Regions from separate parts of the Mus musculus genome. Here region 2 is linked to region 1. The links are chromatin contacts, called in public Hi-C maps. All regions are on one chromosome and are shown on one strand. The core of a region is the stretch at or near the end of the contact, and the rest is flanking DNA. Distances in the headings are between cores, read along the strand shown. Region 1 overlaps Marchf10 (membrane associated ring-CH-type finger 10). Region 2 has its middle 13 kb from the start of Gm39419.

Region 1 (4,926 bases), core at 2,332-4,831:
AGAAAACAGCAGTGGGGTGTGCCTCCACCTTCATGTGACATTTCAACTTAGGAACATATGGAGAAGAAATGGAACTGTAAATCTCAAAATTGTAACAGGAAAAGACAGTTCTCAAATCCATGTTACATAAAAATAGTATTAGTGTTGCTTTGATAATCTCCAGATATTGTTAAAATATTTGACATTAGAACTTTTCTATCTGGAAAAAAAACTTAGAACATATTTTCTTAAGACTAGATGAATCTCAGCTGGCTGGCATGCCTATGTGCATTTTGTAGTCTGTAGAAGACACCAGTGTGTGTATGGGAACTGACTCTCTTCTGTTCACAAGTCCTAGGTTGGGTGACATCCATTCAGTAGGATTGCTTTCACTGGGACCTTCAGCTTTGGTTTCAAGGTGGTAGCAAACATCCAGTAGTTAGCTAATTCTGAAAGTGGTGGGAAGTGAATGACGGGGCATGGAACTTGACCTAGTCCACTGTGGTACCCGAATGCAGAGTTATTATAACTTATTGTAAGTTATTAGTCAGTATTAAGTTATGGATGCAAGCCTTATCTCACTTGATCATCAGGAAACCCCCAGATGTAGGAACTGTTGTTCACAGACGAGGAAACACAAGGAATAGAAAAATAATAACCAATGAACTATAATAAACTTACCCCACGCCACATGGTCACTAGCTGTAAGAGCCAGATTCACTGCCTGGAAACCCCAGAGCTTTAAGTGTCACACATCAGTGCCAGACCCTACAGAACGGTTCCTACAGACTCTCACACTCTCTCTGGAAGGAGAAGCCTTCCCTACATGATGGCAGAGCCAACTGAGGATGGCTAAGGGTGTGACGGGACCTTAGCAAAGACGAAAAATAAAATTAAATATACATTTAAAAGATGAAGTGACAGATTTGAGGTTGCTCAATGAGGCAAGAGGGGAAAGGTTCACCACCACCCCCAGGAGCGCCACAGGCCTTGTTATTATATCTTCTATTTCCAAACAACAAAAACACCCCCTTCTAGGGGCAGTTTCAGGACTTTTAAGAATGATGCCCACCTAGCAGTAAGGCAATGGGACCAGAAACCAGAAACCAGACAAGGATATACTCAGTACCCAGGGCAATTGGCCAAACTTTGTCTCACCTCTCCAGGACTCTAAAGAATGGAAGTCTAATGAGTGGGTGGAGGAAGGATGGGCAGGCTTAACAGCCATCCAGTAAAGAGCCCTTTGCCATACTCTCCCAGGTCCCGACTGCCTGGGGCCAGCAAGGAGTTCCTGCCCAGCTGGAGGGTTGCTGGGGAGAGATGGGTGGATCCTCTAAGGCTGGCTGCAATATAGGTGTCTTAGTTGGAGCTGCGATTGCTTTGCTGCAGGCTAGAAATTGCAGGCTAAAGTACCAGGAAGGCCTAGGGAGAGAGAGCTGCTCAGCCTACAGACAGTATGGGGAAGAACTTCTGTCCCAGGCTCCCTGCTGCTCTTCTGGGGATCCAAACCCATTGCTCTGGCTCCCATCACCCAGTCATAATGACAGTCTCCAGCCTCAGAATTAAAATTTGCCAAACACCCACTTTGCTGAGAATAGAGAACTCATCTCGCGTTCAGAAATGACCTCATGATTCATCTTTGACATTTCGGAATCATTTTCAAAGATTTCTATTAAGTCACAGAAGTGAAAGAGGAGTGAGAACAGTTGATTCATTATGCTGTCTCCTCTCTCTGTCCCTTTATCTGAGGGTGGCCTGTCTTCCAATAATGGATGGAGCAACAATAACTATTTGTTTGAAAGCCACATCTAAAACCTAGGTTTTAAAATAAGATTTGTCCTCATGGAAAACAACGATCTGTCCACCTGTGGACATACAGACTTCGTCCCAGAAGACTGACACGTGGAAAGTTTTTATAGAGTCCCGTGTCTCTTATGTTGCACGCAGTAATTCAAAGCTATTCAGTGTGTTTCCCTGAGTCAGGAGCCACTGAAATGAAAAAAACACCACAAGTGTCAGCAATAATGACAAGATCAATACGAACCACCACCGCTGGGGAGGCGCCGGAGATGTTAGCTTGGCATTGCATGCCTGAGAAGCGCCACATTTTCAGAGAATTTTCTAGTGCTGGACTAATGCACCACACAGAGAACCTCCCCAGAGCCAAAGGTGGGAAAACCCCTTAGGTTTTGCTTGTGACAGAGGGCATGGTCTCGCAGAACGTGCCTGAAGCCACAAAGCTGTACTCAAATCACCCTTGGAGCCAGGGTCCTGACTGTCATTTACATCGTTGGTATCATTTCTTTGATGGGGATAAGTATGGCGAATCGTAAAACTGCTGAATGCTTGGATAATTGTTATTTCATCTGTACGCCTGGGTTGAGGTGCTCTGACGCTATAGACATTGTGACGTGTCCTTGTGTGGATTTAGGGCTGACTTCTGTGTAGAAGACTGACTGGAGGGGACGTCTTAGGAGATCCATCTGTCTTGTGCAATAATTTGGATGACTGAAACTGAGGTCTGACTTAGTCATTCTTGCTACACAATCTAAATTTCTTTTTCATTGTCAAGCACACAAGTCAGCATAAGGGACCCTCGCCTTCTTCAAGACGGTTCAAATATCAAACAGCAAACAGTTTAAAAGCACTGATTTAAAAGCACCTCCTTTCATACATAGCCTTGAGCATGAGCTGTTTATTGGTCATCAAATTACGTAATGGTCAGAAGCGTATTCATAATATGCTTATGCTCCAGCAACAGACTCAGGAATGCAGGCTCCTCAAGCATGACAAAAGTCATCAGCTTCGCTGTTAAGTCGAAGCTGATAGTCCTGACCCATCAAAATCTCCCTGACCACAGAGCCAGCTCAGTGACAAACACAAGATCCCTCAGAGGGAGGGGACACTGAAGGGCCCAGCAATACCCACATGTCCTGCTTCTGGGCCCAGCCACTGGCACTCACGCCTCTTCCATTTTCCACAGAGTTCCTGTGAGGAGGATTCTCGCAGTGAAGCAAGATTATCTACCAAAACATCTTCGGCTAAGTGTGAGCCCAGACTTCCAGCCATTGACCAAGCATCTGTCAAGCAGAAACACAAAGGCACCATGACACTAAAGAAGTCAGAGAAAGTGAGCCCCAGCAAACCCTCTCCAGGTGAGTGGCTTCCTTTCTGAGATCCATCGCCAACATCCCAGTCTTAACAATCACAGCAAACAGGTGGGGTTAACTAATCTAGGGCTTGCCAAGTACCCAGTTAGGTCTTGGGAGGCCAATGAGCCTGTACAAAATTAATTTCTCAGTAGAATATGCTCCCATATCTTCAGGCCCAACTCTCCACATCCTGTGCTCTTCCTTACAAATGCTGCCTCTTGTTCTTCTGCCACAGTTCTTCTGTGGTGGGGACGGGTGGAGGCGATAAAGGCATTTGGCCCCAGGTATCAAGTTTTATTACTAAGGCAAGAAGAGCTTTCAAAAGCATCTGAATGACATTATTTACAGCTGAGAGCAAGAGTAATAAAGTCCTCCAGTCCCGGGGTTGTCCTCTCAGGGAGAAAGGGAACTTGCTAAATCCTCCCTTTTGTGTGATTTGGTAAATAATTCACTCTTATGCTGCCTTTGAAGCAAAGGCCAGTCCTCTGTTTGGGGCAGGAGAGACTCATACTATCTAACAAGAAGCTCAAATGGAGGGAAAGTTTAGAATGCCTCAGGCTCCTCCCATCAAAGGCAACATCTGTGGGACAAAACTGTGTCCTCTGGGAACCACATGCCAATTGGGGTAACTAGGCAGAAAGGTCTGCCTCCTGGGAAAGGAGCCAAACTTAACTGCTAAAGAATTCAATTTGTAAATAGCAAATAGCACGCAAGTCATTAGAATCCCAATCACAGCTTCTTCCTAATCCTAAATAGCGCTGTCATGCAACCACTGGTCTGGTTAAGTCCGAATGCATTTGTAGAAAATGGCACCTTTCACTCAGCTTAACCACCCACATTCGTTAATGAAGTCAAGACCAAATTGACTTCTAAAGTGCTGTCCTCTTGTCTTGGCAAAGCACCAACTGCTGCTCCTTATTTCGTTGTGGGTGGGGGATGGGGGTGGGGAGATATGGGGATGCTTCAAGTCAATTTCTCGTTTGAAAGACTTAATAGAAATTAGGGTTTTAATTCAACTATCTTAAGGCTAGAGTAGAGCGCAGGTGAGTTCACTCTGCAAATACTATATTGACTTGAGGTTGGGTTTTAACCGCTATACTCTGAGGGTGAGTTCAAATCATGCAACTCCATATAGTTAGCCTTCTCACTAAAACCCTGGTAGCTGTCTGTTTTGTCATCTGTGGATAAAAGTCATTAAAATGAACCTTTGAGGTCCACTCTGTGATTTGGGTTGTCTGATTAATAATACAGATGTTTTTCAGACTGAGCAAGCTCTGTGTGGAACTCACAATACTGACAGACAGGGAGTTAATTCACATTCCATTCTATAAAACATCAAACTTTGAAGAATGATCAGGCTAAAACCCGCCAGGGTTTAGGCAAGAAATCCAAGTTGATGAAAGGAGATCTTTTTTCACCAAACAGCAGATCTGACATAGCAAATGTGTTTTCAAGCTACCATCTTTATCTTTCTGTTATGTTCTAGGCAGAACTCAAGACCTATAGAGCTATAAGCAGGCTGGGGGGGGGGGGGCTGGCTGCCCAGCCAGCACAGGGATTTGGAGGTTAATATCAATGCCATGGAGACTGAGTGAGAGGGTACAGCAATCTGAGATGTAGCCCCTTCCCCCACCCCAATCAAACCCCTGCCTGCCAATCCCACCCATAGCCCAGAGTGTTAACTACCATGCACAGGGCCTCAGATTAAAAGGACAAGAGAGAAAGAGGCTAAGACTGGGTCCCAAGTTGGATCGCAAACTCAAGGCCAGCCTGGGTCACATAGTAAGACCTTGTC
Region 2 (5,061 bases), core at 486-2,985, 120 kb before region 1:
GCCATCAGTCAGAACTACACTCCGTAGACTACCTGCCTTAGAACAAATGCTGCTGGCTCTATTTGAGAAGCACTGGCCCTGATGACACAGCAGGAAGCAGATGCTGCGGATGGATCTCTGAGGGCCGCAGCTGGAGAGGTGGGGACCTCCATCACTGAGCCTTCCATGAGGGCTTTTCAGATCCCCTCCTTGCCTCTTCGCCTTCTTCATGCAGCGGGCAGCCCAAGTGACCTTTTTAAAATGTAAATTGGACTGTGTCACTCCTCTATTTAAAAGCTTTTTACCAGCTTCCCTTTGCATGTAGGAGAAACCCTAAACCTCTCACTGTGGAGGTCATGCATGGCCACTCTGCTCTGGTTCTTACCATGTCCCCTCCCCTAGATCCCTTCATTTCAACCACAGCGGCTCTCAGTCCAGACAGCATCCCAAGCTCCTTCTCACGTTAGTGCCTCTATTGCTCCCTTTTTCTAGGAAGTCCTCTGCACACCCCCATCCCTAACATAGCAGCTTAGCCTCACATTTCAGATAGCCATTTAAAATCACCTACTCAGTGGGACGGTCACTCCAGGGAGGCAGGCCCTGTCCCTCTCTTATTGCCACAAAACACCTCTTCCATTCAGCTACTCCATGTGGGCTGCATCCATTTATATGTATGTATTATGTGTCTGTATTACATGGATATATGATCTCTATTTCTGTTACTCAGTGGGTTAAATTAATTTCTTTTCATCTCCTCTGATTCTGAATGTTCTTAGTCCAGGCAGTTTTCTTGGGCTATCTCATGGTTATAGTCATGGCAGCTGAGGCTAGCCTCACTGAAGGGGCAGCTGATGCTGGCTACCAATAGCGCACGCACTTGGGCTGTCAACTGTAGCTCCTACACATGGCCTCTCCAGGGTCCTTGATTCATTCACAGTTTGGTAGCTGGCTTTTAGCTGTAGTGTCCCCAGAGCCAGAGGCTGTATCTCAGAGTCTCAGAGACCATAAGTTCCTTATGACCTGTCCTCAGAAGCCAGTGACATTTTAACTACGTTCTATTCATCTTGAGTAACTCACAGGACAACAGACTCACAAGGGAGACTTTTACAAGGAATTAGCTGCTAATCCCTCCCCACTGGGGCCGTTTTTGGATGATGGCTATGACAGTCCTTCAGGTTTTTTGGGTTTTTGTTTTGTTTTGTTTTAGTTTTTCAAGACAGGATTTCTCTGTGTAGCTCTGGCTGTCCTGGAACTTATTCTGTGGACCAGACTGACCTCGAACTTGGAGATCCACCTGCCTCTGCCTCCTGAGTGCTGGAATCAAAGGGGCACAGCACCATGCCCAGCCACAGAACCTCAGATCTCCATTCTGTAGCTATTCCTTTGGTGATATTCTTTTATTTGTTTCTCTTATGCTCTTGCCTAAACCTTCTAGTATTTGTATCCTTTATTATAACAAGTTACTGCTAAAGGTGAAACAACCTTTCTTCAGTCTTCAGAGGCTTGAGATTAGTCATTCAGGGCCTGGTGACTCAGAGAAGCCGAGCTGCATCTGGAGGGGAGTTGTGACTGAGCAGGGGCCATGAAGCTGATGAGCATCCAAGAGCCGTGGTGCTCACTGTTTGTTACTGAGAGCGGGTGCTGACCCTGGCCGCCACTCACAGCATTGAAATCACTGACTACGAGAGCTGAGTCCAAGGAGAATTGAATTTGGGATAGTTTCAAGGGTAGCGCATGCCAACCCTGTCTCATTCTGCCGTGTAGTGAGTGTTTTCATCCAAATGGGAGCTGTTCTCCCTCTCCACCTCTCTCGAACCCCCTCCGCCCTTTCCAAATGTCCTTCCAGCTGCTATTTTCGATTTTGGCCTCCAGGCAAATGTTTCACTGTAGCAAAATTACTGTAAAATTCCTTCCTGTGCTCCTACAGATAATGGAGCTCTGACTCTACAGAACCCAGAGCCATTCCCAAGAGAACCCCTAGAAACATACTGCTTCACAAATGGCCCAAAGGCAATCCCCCAAAGATGGAGCAAGGGAAACACAACTATTGTGAAATATCTCTTATAGGGATGGGTCAAACAGTATGGCTGTTTTTAATAGCACTGGCTAAATTGAATTGAATCTAGATCCCCATTTGTGTGTGTGTGTGTGTGTGTGTGTGTGTGTGTGTGTGTGTGTGGTCAGTTTCAAAGGATTCAAAACAACCTGAATGCAGAAAATAGTAGTATGAAGTTTGCTGCTGGGCCTGTAAATACATAAACCTGGACTATAAAAAGAACGTCAGTACGCAGCATAGAAACAGTAAACCTTCTCCAAAAACCCCTGCAAAACTGCAGCAAAAGCAACGTATGTGAAAACAATGAGTCATACCTCTTTTTCCTCCCGTCTCTTCTCAGATGGACAGAGGACACAAAAGAACAGGCAGGACTATTGATGCCAGGGGTTTCCAGCACAGGGCCATTTCAGCATGGATGTCTGAGTCAAGTTCAAGAAGTCAGGCTCAAGGATGGGATTGTAGTTCAGTGGTAGTGTGTGTGTCTCTCATGTTAGGTTCTCCAGTCAGGCCCCAGCACTGGAATAAACAACCACCTAACATCAATAGCGAGGCTCACAAGGCATGTGTCGGCAGTAGGGATCTTCAAGTGAAACCGTTCTGTGTGTGTGTGTGTGTGTGTGTGTGTTGTTGCCAGGCAGTGTTCCTGAGTTCTGATGATTCTCTTCTTGCTTCAGCTATAAGCATACATTTTTCTCTTCATATTCATTAGTTCAGAACTAAGAGTTCAGATATTTGATTTATGGGTCTATTTTAAAGCTTTATTTTTATTTCTAATTATGTGCACATTTGTATGACTGTGTGCGGTTATGTTCAGTGAGTACAGGTACCCTTGGCGGTCAGAGTAAGTTATTCATGGAATCCCCCTGAAGCTGGAGTTAGAGATGCACAGCATTGAACTGAACTTGTGTCTTCTGCAAAAGAAGTGAGCACTTTCTTTGTTGCTGGTAATGGGGAGGGGGAGTTGTTTTGTTTTATTTGAGACAGGCTTTCTCTGTGTACCTTTGGTTGCCCTGGGACTTGCTCTGTAGACCAGGCTGGCCTCGAACTCAGAGATCTAGCTGCCTCTGCCTTCCTAGTGCTGGGATTAAAGGTATATGCCACAACCACCATCTCGAAGTGAGCACTCTTAACTGCTGAGCCCAGGCTAGGTCAGCCAAACCCTAACTAGCTCTTAGCCACATGAACACCCTGTGTCTGCTAGCTAAGCCCCGTGTGCAAGTGTTCCCACAGCTTCCAAGACAGTGCCACCCACTGGGGACTGAATATTCAAATAAGAGAGCCCATGGGGAACCTTTCACACCCCAACTACTAACACCTCCATGTTTTAAAGACAGATCCTGAGATTTTATCTGAGGGAACCCATCTTTGTTAAACTCAAGGAAGAAAACTCTGAAGTAAGTATTGAGTGCAAATAGCTTATGGCGTGAAGGTATGGGAGAATAATCAATAAAGGCTGTGTTGCCTAGCTATCCTCTACCGTGGAAAACTCAAACCTAACCCCATTAGGCACGTCTGAGAGCTGAGACAGAATACACAGGAGGGGAGGCCCATTTGAAGGCACATAGATGAGTTAGTTACTTCCTCATTCCTGCTGATCACTGGTCACTCAGGAGAATAACACTCGGGGCCTTCTGGTCTGTCCCAGCAAGCAATAGCCAGAGAGTGCCTTCAGACAAGGGGATGGAGGTATTGGCCGTGGAAAGTCTAGTATTTACACAGCAGAGGTAGTTCTCTTCGTTCTCTTTGTGCTCATGTATCCACACTTACTGCAAGCCCATACTTCCTAATAGTGCTACTCCCTGTGGGCCTATGGAGGCCATTTTCTTTCAAACCGCCACAGGTACCACGATTGGCCTAACCTGTTCCAGAAGCTCAACCTTGGGGATCAAGGGAGAGTATGCTGTGGCATCTGTCACACTCCATTCAAGCATCACCTCAGCTTTAGGGGACACAAAGGCCTGTCAGCAGATTAAGCATAGAGGCCAGGTCACAGAGTGGTGGAACCATGCCCGTGCAGTGAGGAATGCAGCACCTTTGTGTCAGCTTTCCCGCTTGTTCCTCAGTCCCAACGGGGTGAGAAAAGGTGGCAACACCCATGATTGGTTCGGTTGCAGCTGCCTAGTCTGACAATTCACAGCCTTCTGGTCCTTGAAGCAAGATCTTCCTGAAGGTGAAAGCATAGCCCTGCATTAAAACATCCCAGTCCAGAGACCACTCTGAACGACACAGCTATCCAGTGGGACCCAGGCAGCCAGCCCTCACCAGTCACAGTTGCTGTAGAACTGGAAACTTAAGCACATTGATCCTCTTCCAACTTTTCATCAAAGCTCCATTTCCAGTAGAGGGAGGCAGCCCCTGTATCCCCAACTCTACTGGTGCTCCAAAGTGGATTTCCTTGGATACAAACAATGATTTACACGACTTGGTATTGAGTATCACAGATCTGTGTTTTCTAGACTGTTGAACAAATGCACAGGGTACCCACTGCATCATTGTTATGGGGCATCGTTCATCATATCTTCCTATCTCTGATCCCCAAGGTTGAGCTTCTGGAACAGGTAAGGCCAATCGTGGTACCTGTGGCGGTTTGAAAGAAAATGGCCTCCATAGGCCCACAGGGAGTAGCACTATTAGGAAGTATGGCCTTGCAGTAAGTGTGGATACATGAGCACAAAGAGAACGAAATTATTTGCTTCTGTGCATCTGGAATTGTCAATAGGCAACAGAAATGTAGCTTGGAGAAACCCTCCATGTGTCAAGGCCAACCAGGGCAGAGGATCCTGAGAGCACTGAGACTCCTTTAATCAGAAGCCTCAGAAACTTCCCAAGCTTCCTGCTTTAGCAGGCCCCTGCCTGAAAGAGGCTGAGCATGTATGCACATATGTATGTATGTGGTATGTGTATGTAAGCTCGCTCACTTACAACTGAAAAAAAAAATCATGACATGTTTAATCAACTAGGCATTCCAGGAGACAGCAACAACAATAACAACAACACCTGCTTTGTTTATCCTATGGCTTCATATT

The links. A called contact is a pair of places that touch in the nucleus more often than the background predicts.
Region 2: a Hi-C map of muscle stem cells shows a contact between it and region 1, with 4 times the contacts expected there. The contact joins two enhancer-like sites. A contact is called at or near these places in 3 of 484 Hi-C or Micro-C datasets (bone marrow-derived macrophages, cranial neural crest and muscle stem cells) and 2 of 9 other capture datasets (adipose tissue and liver).

What each region holds. Positions count from the first base shown.
Region 1 is chr11:105,406,851-105,411,776 of GRCm38.p6, reverse strand. It overlaps Marchf10 (membrane associated ring-CH-type finger 10), which reads left to right. Exons shown (of 12, transcript NM_172568.2): 5 at 2,963-3,134. Among named protein-coding and RNA genes, the nearest start is that of Gm39417, 40 kb to the left of the region's middle. Within about 2 kb of position 3,581, at least 23 of the 459 cell types and tissues checked have an H3K27ac peak or open chromatin away from gene starts, as enhancers often do. A contact at or near this core is called in muscle stem cells, where this site is marked.
Region 2 is chr11:105,527,520-105,532,580 of GRCm38.p6, reverse strand. No RefSeq gene overlaps it. Among named protein-coding and RNA genes, the nearest start is that of Gm39419, 13 kb to the right of the region's middle. Within about 2 kb of position 1,735, at least 25 of the 459 cell types and tissues checked have an H3K27ac peak or open chromatin away from gene starts, as enhancers often do. A contact at or near this core is called in muscle stem cells, where this site is marked.